Linked DNA regions of Arabidopsis thaliana: region 1 is linked to region 2. A link is a contact called in public ChIA-PET data. All regions are on one chromosome and are shown on one strand. The core of a region is the stretch at or near the end of the contact, and the rest is flanking DNA. Distances in the headings are between cores, read along the strand shown. Region 1 holds the start of AT5G56160 (Sec14p-like phosphatidylinositol transfer family protein). Region 2 holds the start of AT5G56040 (Leucine-rich receptor-like protein kinase family protein).

The links. ChIA-PET counts read pairs in DNA pulled down with a chosen protein or histone mark.
Region 1: a contact with region 2 is called in an H3K4me3 ChIA-PET map of shoot, with 15 read pairs. The contact joins the promoter of AT5G56160 here to the promoter of AT5G56040 in region 2. A contact is called at or near these places in 4 of 26 Hi-C or Micro-C datasets (callus, leaf, root and 1 more), 1 of 2 datasets of contacts at active chromatin or transcription factors (shoot) and 1 of 3 other capture datasets (seedling).

Annotation. Positions count from the first base shown.
Region 1 is chr5:22,729,484-22,735,561 of TAIR10.1, reverse strand. AT5G56160 (Sec14p-like phosphatidylinositol transfer family protein) reads right to left here and starts at 3,597. Exons shown (of 15, transcript NM_124998.4): 1 at 3,409-3,597; 2 at 3,112-3,185; 3 at 2,742-3,024; 4 at 2,559-2,658; 5 at 2,208-2,474; 6 at 2,050-2,127; 7 at 1,792-1,896; 8 at 1,658-1,707; 9 at 1,443-1,542; 10 at 1,263-1,361; 11 at 1,090-1,188; 12 at 900-1,017; 13 at 458-795; 14 at 302-367; 1 more. The coding sequence starts at 3,118. The coding sequence ends at 182. UBC30 (ubiquitin-conjugating enzyme 30) reads right to left here. Exons shown (of 5, transcript NM_180867.3): 2 at 5,737-5,829; 3 at 5,438-5,565; 4 at 5,194-5,298; 5 at 4,247-4,741. The coding sequence starts at 5,806. The coding sequence ends at 4,598.
Region 2 is chr5:22,692,158-22,697,803 of TAIR10.1, reverse strand. It overlaps AT5G56040 (Leucine-rich receptor-like protein kinase family protein), which reads right to left and starts at 2,981. Exons shown (of 2, transcript NM_001037003.2): 1 at 1-2,981. The coding sequence starts at 2,754.

The DNA of each region.
Region 1 (6,078 bases), core at 2,348-4,847, 37 kb before region 2:
TTTATTTCATAATTATGTAAGCTCTTGGTACTAGTAAATTAGAGAGTTTCAACTTTCAAACATAAACCGCGATGTTTGTTCCTCACTCGGAAATTTAAACAAACTTTACAATAGACCAAAATAAAACCAAAGGTCTACGTATATAATTGTCTTTTTGTCCGTTTAGTTATGACCAAGAGCTTCAGAAACAGCATCCTTTTCTTCGCTGCCAACATAGAAAATCAGAGTCTCAATCAACCGAACGCATAAGTTTAGATAATCAAATATAAACCGAAACTTAACCCAAAGTGAGTGGGCTTACTTCTTCGTCTTGAGATTCAAGCTGTTCTGTAATCTGAAGTTGTTTTGTTAATGTTATATGTAATACCTGAAAACACACACACAAAAAAAGGAGTTACAATATATGATAAAACGTTTACAAGCTTCTTATAAGATCAAGTTCGAGAGGGTTACGTACTGATTTCGTTTTGTCGAGATCGAGTTCTAGAGACTTGATCCTCTCCAGAGATTCTGCTAATAGCTTCTCATTTGCTTCTGGGATTTTTACTTGTTTTCTACTGATCTCTGTGAATTCTTTCTCCATCTTCTTAAGACGATCGAAACACTCAAGAACCTTGTTGTTTGTCGACGAATCTGGGACAACGACTGTGTTCTGTCTTTGCCAGTATCCAGGTAATAGGAAACCAAAGAGAACAAATAGCTTCAGTGGAAAAACTAGTAGTATTTTCACCAAGTGAAAGATGTTCTCGCTGTTGATTTTCTCTCTAAGAGCACCAAACCGTAAAATCTGACCACCTGAAACGTGTTAATGATCATTTTGAATATACAGTAGCGATTACAATCCATGTGAAACAGAACATTAACGAAACTATGTAACAAGGCATGAAGAAAAGAAACACCTTCTCTTACAGATGTATTTGCGAAAGTGTTTTCAGTATCCGCGTCAAGTAATTGGGATTGAGCCGATTCTATAGATTCCACGGTAGTAATGAATTTATCACCGTCTGATGTACTAGCCTGCACGAAGAGGCTTAGTCAAAAACCAATCTATATAAAATGTTTTGAGAAACAAACAGGGTCAAAAAGCACCTTATCAGAGAGTGGAGGAACTATACAAGTGTGCATTGAAGATCTGGACCCAGTGGAAGAGTAATATTCTTCAGGTTCTGGCTCTTCTTTCAAAGTTTCCTGACAAGAATTAAAGTTACTACATTGTATGGAAGATAAAGATAAAACCTCTTAAATTAATGGAGTAAGCTCACTTTAGGCGAGATCGTGCAAGTGGTAGAATCATAATCTCTTACATGAAGAGGAGCTGTTGTTGTTTGCGGTACATTATTTACTTCCATGTGATGAACGAGCTGTAAAACAAGACAACAATAATATTAGTTCAACTTACCAAGATAATTGATTCTTATAAGCAAAAACAAAAAGGGACATGCCTCAACTATTTCAGGATCATTCCAGGGTCCTTTGTTAGACCTCAAGCACCCTCCCTCGTTAGGACATTTGCATAAGCCTCCCAAGAATTCTGGAAGTTGACTGTACAGAGAGGAAAGAAAAGCAATAAATACTAATGTTAGCATGCCATAACCAAAACTTGAATGAGGCTATCTACAAAACAAAAACTCTATGAGGTGAGCTATAAAAAATTAACCTGGAATCAATTGCTTCAAGTAACTTTGACAAGGACCTTGGCTCCAAAACCTAAGTAACACAAGTAATGAGTGGTTGCTAATAACAGAAACGAGGATATATACTTAAAAGTAAAACCAGAGCGATAGTCATTACTTGTATCTTTGCAATAGTCATCGGATCAAGAAGCTTCTGTGCGGCAGGCCAAAGAAAACTCCTGAATCCAATCCCTGCATTGACAATGAACATTCGGTGCAAAGTCTGCAAGAGTCAGAGACCATGATTACAAACTTTTAGAGCAACCGAAACATCCATGTCCACTTGGCTCATTGGATTCATCACAAATATTATCCCCTTTTATACTTGGAGTAGAGCTTCTAGTACAAAAAGTGTATTCATCAAAGAGTTAAGTACCTCAGGGTAATAATTGCAATCAACTTTAGCAATGGTGGCCAGGAGATTAGCAGCGGTAGGAGTAAAGTTCTTCATACCCTGAACAACCACAAGAGCAATATTATAATTCAAGAAAAACCATGTGGTTCCTTTAAAGCATCTACATGAGTTTACCATACCAGGCCTTCAACATCTAGTATTGTAGTAGTTGTAGTAACTCGTCTCTTAGCTGCAACTGAACACGCAGGTAGCTTCTCTTGAAGTGTCCTCTCGAATTCTTGAACATGGTACTTCAAGTATCGCTCTATAGTAGTAACCTCCATAAGTTTACCAGGATGAGCTTTTCCAAGTCTCTCGATATAAATAGGTCTCCCATCTTTATCAACTCCATGATACCCTTGAGGATAGTGCCTTGTCACTTCATCCAACTCTTTGAAATTGAAATCCTATTTTATCAATTTGTAAAATGTTGTTAGTTCCACAGCAAGATGCTACTACTCTGAAACCACAGCTGAAACCATATCTCGTACCTGTATAATGCGATCGGTTCCAAATTCTTTCCTCCATTTAAGCATTTCCTCCCATGCCGTGACAGTTTTCTCGATTTTGAATTCCATTGTTTTCAGAAACCTACACAGAGACACAAATAAAAAAGTCTTCAACTTTCCAGTTGTATATAAGAAAAGAAGGAACTTTGGTAGCTCATTTCATACCTCAACAACATATGATAATCATCATGTACTGGAGGCAACAAATCTTTCTGAAGAAGTTGTTGACGCAATTTAGAAACAAGCTTCTCCTCTTTCTCATCTCTAACATCTTCAATCAAAGGAATCTGGAAATCGATTTTACGTTTGCCTTTTCTCATCTTCAAAGGATGTGTAAGTTTAGTTGAACAACTAAAAGCCTTCTTCTTCAAATTCCCAATTCTAGAACGCCGTGGCTCTTCTTCTATGTACTCAGAATCTGATAGTTTCTCTCCTGTTTGTTCTCGACCTGTAGCAATATATTCCATATACATCAAAAACGAAGCTAATTTCACAATCATTTCACTGATCGATTTTATCTCTTCTCAAAATTTACCTGACATTCTTCAGAATCAAGTTCAAGTTCTTCAAACGCGAAATTCACGAACTGTAACGGATAGAATCTCTCCTCTGAAGCAAAATTTAAAGGTCGAAATCAAAACTCCGAGACCTAAAAATTCCTCCAAAAGGAAGGAAAAGCAATGCAGAAGGAAATCGACAAAAACCCTAATGAATCCTTAAAGTGTTTAACGAAAGGTAAATTACAAAGAGAGAAGATATCTAAAAATAGGAAGAATAGTTTGTAACAGAGAGAAAAAGCCAAGGAGATAAAGATGGCGATAGACAGTTATACCTCTTTCTATATACAGAGAGATCTGTAGAGAGAGACAATCAAATAGATTCCAGAATCTAAAATTTCTCAGATGATCTGTAGAGAGATTTGAATTTTGAGAAAATTAAGAGGATTTTGGTGCACTCTGTTTCTTTTTAAAAAGTATTTGAGGGCTCTGTTTTCTTAACACCATGAAATGGCCGACATGTCTCATTCCAAGTTTTATTAACTCCTTCCACGCCTTTCTTTTTTATATGATTGCATCAATCCGACGTCGTTTTGGTTTATGTGAATCGAATCGACGTCGTTTTGGGATCAATTTGGTAATAAATTGCTTGCGCACGTTTTCTTCTGCGGTTTTTGCATCGCGTGTATTCGTGTATTTCGCATTAACTGTTGAGTTACACTGTTACCTCATGCGTTTCTTTCTTAAATGTCATCAATATTTGAAGCTTCGTATGGTCGACCAAACTTAACCGAATTCAACATTTTGATTTAAATTTATAAACACTTCTTCTTCGAATTTATTTATTTCCCCCCAAATAATCACTTGTTTCTGATGCACATCAGACCTCACCCAACCAAAAACGCGTTCTAATGGTGAAGTCACACGGAATTCATTTTTTTATTTAACAGCTATATACATTATGTATCTTTGTCAGCTATGAAAAAGACCGAATAAGTAGCTAAATTCGTAAACCAGTTAAATATAACTTGTTCCAAACCCAATTTGAAATTTTCAAATAAAAAAGAAAGAGAAAACCGTACAAATGGATCAAGTCAATAGTCATATTCAGTTGTTATTCTATTCTCAAGACTTTTATAGTAGTTTGCCAATAGGAATCTAACACCGTATAAACTTGTCACGATCACCAAAATGTGTTGGTCCAACTCCAATCTAATTTCACAATCACTATTATGCGCAAATGTTTTATTATCTGCAAACTTATGTGATATTCTTCTACACTACTAGCAAGGGACTCATCATGATAGCGGATTATTGGCTTAAAAGCATTTGCAAGATCTCAATGTTTCAAATAAGGCATAAAGCTCATGTACACACCCAACACACAGCTTCAAGATATAATTAAAAAAAAAAAACTAATAAGCAAAAGTAGCCAAAGTAAAAGCCAAACTGAGTTTTTTTCTTTCTTTCTTATTTCTCCTGTTTAATACGCAATGTACTGGTGGTGGGTATTATTGCTTGTTATCATCCCATTGCATACTTCTGAGTCCAGGATTGAGCTGTGGACTCGTACTTGACTCGGTCTGTCTTGTAGATGTGCGCTATTTCAGGAACCAAAGGATCGTCAGGGTTTGGATCCGTCAGCAATGAGCATATCGACAGAAGAACCTGCGGAAATTGCACCACCAACTTTAGTTCTTCAGCTTATATGCAAATAAAAGATTATCATTGTCTCGCTAATGAGAGTCATTAAACAAATTAAATCTAGATAACATGTCATCAACAGCGATAATGAAGGCCTTTAAACATTATAACATAATGTAACACTCCTATTAAAAGAGATAACTAGAATTTACTTGACTAATCCATATCACAGCATTTAGACAAGGGTACAAATAACAGAGCTCAATCTTTTATGATAATGGCCTTGACTATATCCAAGGGATTGCGATGTTGTTTGTTCATAAAACCAATGTAAAGAGAGGTTGGTCAAAGAAGATAATCACATCAGAGAACGAACTAAGACATGACCATTTAACTAAGACATGGTCACAAGAAGGTGTGGTGGAAAATAGACTAATGCTATACTAAAAAGTAAGGAAGTGAAACAATTTGATCACCTTGGATACGGTAAGTGCAGGGCTCCACTGCTCTTTCAGAATGTCAAGACAGATACTTCCATTACTGTTGATGTTTGGGTGATAAACCTTGGTCCGGAAGGCAACCTGCATCATAAACAATGAAGGTTTATTGCCACAAAAAGCCTACTTGATTGAACACTCTCTCTAAATCATAATGGTGTGGATGAACAAATTCATTAAGCTACACAAATAAACATAACAAAAAACAAAAAACTTCTGTTACCTTTGGTGGCTTGAAAGGGTAATCTGGTGGGAAGTGAATGGTAACAAGAAACACACCTCCGGCAAACGGGCTATCTGCTGGACCCATGATAGTTGCTTGCCATTGGAACATATCATCTCCCGTAGGACCTAATAACATCACCAATTCATTAAAATCTAAATAGCTCATAATGTATCTTAAGGACAAAAAAAAAAACATTCTCCTAAAACTGATTCTGAGGTTAATGCTACATCATCTACTGAATCTATCAAAGTGGTTCTTTAAATTTCACAGTAGATATCATAGATTAAAACACTCACCTGCACTGCAGGACACAGGAGGATCTCTTTGCAAGTCCCTAAGCTCTTTGTTAATTCTTTTCGACGCCATTGAATAGTCCTAGCTTCTGCTAGCTAGGAACAAAATCAAATCAAAAAAATTACTATACTGCTACAAGTACAGATGCAAAAGCAGTACACAGCAAAAACCAGTTAACATATGGAGCAAGAACATAGCTATCCTAAAAGGAAAGACTTTATGCAAATCAGCTTTGATAATTAGCCTAAGATACACCTCCTGAAGAAATCAACCAGAAAAATCTCGAAATCAAACACTCAAGCCCAAGAGACAATCCGATCAGAATTCGATCAAACAGAGAGAAA
Region 2 (5,646 bases), core at 1,732-4,231:
AGACGAATCTCCATCGGTAACTCCCTCACCGGAGACGATTTTTGCTAAACCGAAATCGGCTAAGTAAGATTCGAAGCGGGAACCCAATAAGACATTCATAGCTTTAACGTCACCGTGTAGAATCGGAGGAAGACAATCATGATGAAGATAAGCTAGTGCATGTGCAACGCCTAAAACGACGTCGTAACGTGCTTCCCAATCAGCTCCTCCACTTCCTTTACCGGCACCGTGAAGCAGAGAGCTTAAACTTCCGTTAGGAAGATAATCATAGAACAAAAGCTTCAGATTCCGATTCGAACACCAACCCAAAAGACGGATTATGTTCCTATGTCGAATCGATCCAAGAGTGTTGATCTCTGAGTTAAACGCTCTGTTTTCTTCCTTTGACCACATTTTCTTCACAGCTAAAGTTTCACCGGACGGGATTGTGACTCTGTAAACTACACCGGAGCTTCCAGTTCCGATCACGTTAGCTGAAGTTAAGTTCTTGACGATGTCGTCGATGGAGAAATCGAGTTTCTGATAAAGAGTCACTTCCCAAGAATCTAACTCCTCTTGTTTTCCGGTGATTCGTTGAGCTTTGACGAGAGTGTAAACCGCCATGAGAACAAGAACGACGCTTGCTGCTACGAGGATCGACATGGTTACTTTGACAGCCGAACGGTGTCGGGTTTGGATCCCATTCTCGGGTCGGGTCGAAATAAATAGCCCTTTGTTTGATTCAAGAACAGAGAGTGGAAGTTTCCTGAAAAACAGAGTATTTGGTAACTCGCCTGAGAATTCGTTGAAGGAGATGTTGAGTGAGACGAGGTTCTGTAGATCAGCTAAGACGTTTAGGTTTCCGGCGAGTTTGTTGTGAGAGACATCGAGGGTTCCGAGATTAGTGAGGCTAGAGAATCTCGACGGGATCTCTCCGGTGAAGTGATTGCAGCTGAGATTTAGAGAGATCGCAAGAGACGGGATCCGTCCTAACTCGTTAGGGATTTCTCCGGTGAAGCCATTGTCGCCGAGGTTGAGAAGCTGAAGACTCCGACAGGAAGATATCTCTCGAGGGATTTCGCCGGAGAAACGATTCTTCGCGAGATTGAGCTTCGTGAGTTCGGTTAACGATCCGATTCCGGTTGGTAGAGAACCGGTTAATGAATTATCGGATAAATCAATGAATTGTAAGCTCTTCGGAAGTGTACCGGGTAAACCACCGGTTAAACCGTTTGAATGTAGATCGACGAATTCGAGACTTGTACAACCGGAGATCTCCGGAGGAATGTTTCCGATGAGACGATTCTCACTTATATCGATGAAGTTGAGATTTTTCAGATTCCCAATCTCCGCCGGAATATTCCCCGCGAGTCTGTTACCGTTGAGTCTTAACCGGTAAAGATTCGTGCAGTTTCCAATATCCGGTGGTATGAATCCAGATAAGTAGTTAGAGAGAAGAAGAAGCTTCGTGAGGTTTCGAATCTCAAAGATTCCATTAGGTATCGAACCAGAGAGATTGTTGTAGGAGAGATCAATCGCTTGAAGCTCTTGACATTGAGAAAGAGACTCTGGAATTATTCCGGTTAACTGATTCTGCCACGCAAAGAACATCGTCAAGCTTGTTAATTTCCCGATCAACGGCGGAATCTCGCCGGAGATTTGGTTGTTATCGATCTCTAAATGCGTCAACTTCGTGCAATTCGCGAGTTCTTCAGGGATTGTACCGGAGAGCTGGTTAACACTTAGCTGAAGCTCTTGGAGATTTGGAAGGTTTCCGAAGCTTCTTGGGATGTTTCCGGTGAGGAGATTTTCCGATAAATCGACGAGGAAAAGCTCCGGACAGGTGCCTAGCTCGGTAGGGATCTTTCCGACGAGATTGTTTTGCCATAAGAGAAGACTTTGAAGCTTCTTGAGACGTCCCATTGATACAGGAATCGATCCAGAGATTGAGTTTTGGTACAAGTAGAGGTTTTGAAGCTCTGTGCAGTTTCCAATCTCATCAGGGATTGGACCAGACAAGAGTGACGTGTAAAGAGCTATTGTCTGAACCTTTTTCAGGTTTCCGATCGACGCCGGAAGTCTACCGGAGAGACTTGTTTCGGCGAGACCTAAAGTCACAAGACTCTCGCAGTTACCAATCTCCCAAGGAAGCTCTCCTCTGAGATTCTTGTTACCACCTGCACGGAAGATTTCTAGATTCTTGAGTTCTCCGATGGTTCTAGGAATCTCTCCGGCGAGTTTATTGTCGAAGAGAGTGAGCTCGATGAGGTTAACGAGATTCCCTAACTCCGATGGAATCACACCTTCGAGATTATTTGTGTTGAGAGACAGAATCTTTAGTTTCTTGAGCTTGAAGATATCCACAGGGATTTCACCAGAGAGAGAATTATCAGCTAAATCAAGAACTTCTAGCTCCGACAAGTCTCCAAGCTCCTTAGGGATTGAACCAGTGAGATTCACGGAGGTTAAGCTGAGCAAAGTCAGAGACTTTATCTGTCGGAGATTCGTCGCCGGTAACGGACCTTGAAAATCCATGACTTGGAGTTGTATCTCCGAGACTTGACCTCTTTCGTTGCATTTGATTCCCACCCATTGACAAGGATTCGATTCGGAGGCTTTCCAAGAAGATAAAGCGTCTCCGGAGATGTTCAACTGAGATTTCCATGAGAGGAGAGCTAGACCCTGTTCGTCTATGGAAAAACAGGGGATGGAGAAGAAAAGAGAGGAGTGAAAAAGAAGGAAGAGGAAGAAGCAGAATCTAGGGTTACGTGGCATTGGTGAAGAGGGAGAGGAAGAAGAAGAAGTGAGAGATAGAGAGAGAGGTGCGTTGGGATTGTGAAGCGAAGAACCCCATGGATTTGGTTTTTACTTTGATTTTATAGAAATATATAAAAACAGAGCAAACCAAAGGAGAGAGAGAGAAGAAGAAGTAGTAAAGGAAGATCTGGATCCCAAAAAGCACCTCTACCTTTTTCCCTTTATTATTATTTTCCAAACAATGTCACTTTATTTTTTCACCATTATTTGTTTGTGAACAAAACAGAATTATATAAGTTGAAAATTAAATAAAAATATAGATGAAAAGAGTGGTAAATTATATTTATTCCTTTTCTTGTAAGTGGATTTATCTGTGGTAAATGCTTCTAGATGAGGCATGCTGATAATATTATTCATAAATGGTAAAAAAAAAAAACTCCTATAGATCTAACTATTACATAGTCATAAATCATCTAAGAAAATTAGGTTATCAAATTCAGAAAATGACATGTTAGAATTGGCCCTATTATTTGTTATTTCTGGATTGTTATCTTTTAAGAAACAAAAGGAAGATAACGTTTACTCAGATCAATAATGACTTCTAGACTTCTAGTTACTAATAATGATATTTGTTGAATGCTACTACTAGTAGTACTACTACTACCTATTATTGATAAACGACGCATAACATAATTGGGGTTTTCTAATGCTTCGAAAGAAACATTTAGATAATTTGGATTGTGATTATTTGTTTTTTTTTTTGTTTACTTTGGGAGAGTCTGAAGTGGCTATATAGTGGTAAAAATGAGATTAGTAAATAACTGAAAGAAAGATGGAGATATCTACTTTGGATTTCTGATATATAAATTATTAAATTAGTAGTTGAAACATGGAATCTTGAAGAGTGTGAAATGCACATGAAAGCTAGGAATTTATGTGAAAGATTAATTAAATTTACTAATGCTCATCTCTGCTAGCATTGTCGGTCCATTTCATTCGCTGTAATTATCTGTTTATATCATACGTATGCTAATACTAATTAATATCCATATACATATATACACTTGCTCATACATATATTGAATTAAGATGAAGGTGTTTTAGATCCAATTTCTTGGACTGGAAATTTAGAATACTGATTAGAAAAATTAAAAAGGAGGAACTGGACAAAACAAAAAGATTATGGAAAAGATAAAGTAAACTAAAATTAAGATCATGGGTCAAGCATCATTAGGTCAAGAAGATTATATATAAAGATATAACACCACACCTCAAGTCACATGCCATAGTAGAATCAAAAGATTAAATATGTATCAATAGATATGTAGAGAGATGGTTATGCATGTGCATATCTATACACATAGTAAAGTGAGAGAAAGCATTTCGACAACATGGTTTTATTCTGCAGGTATTTAATTATGGAATAGTGTGTACTCTAATTACCGTAAATTTCACTTAAAAACTGGTGATGTTAATCATATATTGATGTAATATGTTTCGTAATATGTAACTTTTGTTGTAAGTTAGAGACAACAGATATTCTTTCATTTTAAAGAGTTACATTAATGGTAAGCAAGTAACAAAGTTTCTTTCTCACAAAAATACGAATATCTCTTGGGGTCTACCACATTTACATGAAATGTACATACTAAATCATTTGCATAAACAGTACTAGTGTGTCTAAATCATTCTCAGGCGCACCGTGGTACAAATGACCTCAACTTTAAGACCAAAAGTTTTGCTAACGCTTTGAATTCGACGTATGTACATATTTCGTGTGAGGCATTTCATCATTTGGACTAAGCTCCAACGTTTTGTCAACCCTTGATCTATAACTTCTTTCTTTGGTTTATAACTTATGGAGTATTTGTTTAGTTTTAATAAATAAATAAGAGAGTCATACCAAAATAAAATTAAAATAAGAGACGAACATGTGTGGGGAGAGTTAAATGAATATGGTCCATAAAGAGGAAAAATAAAAGGGAAAACAATAAGCCAAAAACCAACAAACAAGAAGGAAGTAAAGAGACAGCAAAAGATGCAAGAGAAAAGACAAGTACCCAACTGTATTTTCCAAACTTGTTAAAATTTTGATTTCTTTCTCAAATCTTATGATTATCATTAAATGGTCCATATTGTTCTTTTGTCTATCGCATCTATCGTTATTTGAATTAGTGTCGTCGACAATTAATGACTGTTATAGCTAAGCAGCTTCCAAATTATACATGTTCACATATGTATGCAATGAAGGGTGATGGTTTTTATTATAATGAAGTGTGATGGTTTTTCTTACTTTTAAGAAAGTTAATAGTGATGATAACAATTAAGATAAATTAAAAGATGTAGACTTGATTACGACAATGGAACAAGATCTGGATCTATATCACGTTTCGATTAGGTCAGAGATCTCACCACATGATGATAGAGCAATAGAAAATACGTCTAGGGATATATATATAAGCAACTAAGGATAAATATTACTAAGTGAGTGTTATAAATTACTAATTAAGTGGATCTGATCGATGATTATGATGGGCAATTTTTTACTTAGTTTTTTTTCTTTCTTTCTGCTAATTAAGTATATACAAGCATTTGTCTGTATCAATTTTATAAATTCAATTATAATAATAAAAACTGGTCCACTGTGGGGTATTTAGTAGCAGAAGCAGTCCAAGAATGTAGTGGCAGAAGTGTGAAAAGAAGTGGGCATCGATCAAAACTACTTATTTCTTTGTTAATTTGTCGATCCAATGAATATAACATATATTATGGTTGATCATGATAATGCTACGTCTTATGAGTGGCCATGTTGATAAAATTCCATTGGTTGTAACCACTCATACGACTACGAAGACACTGTAGTAAGAAAACCATTTAGATACTTGCTGATAATATGGAAAACCAACCAAT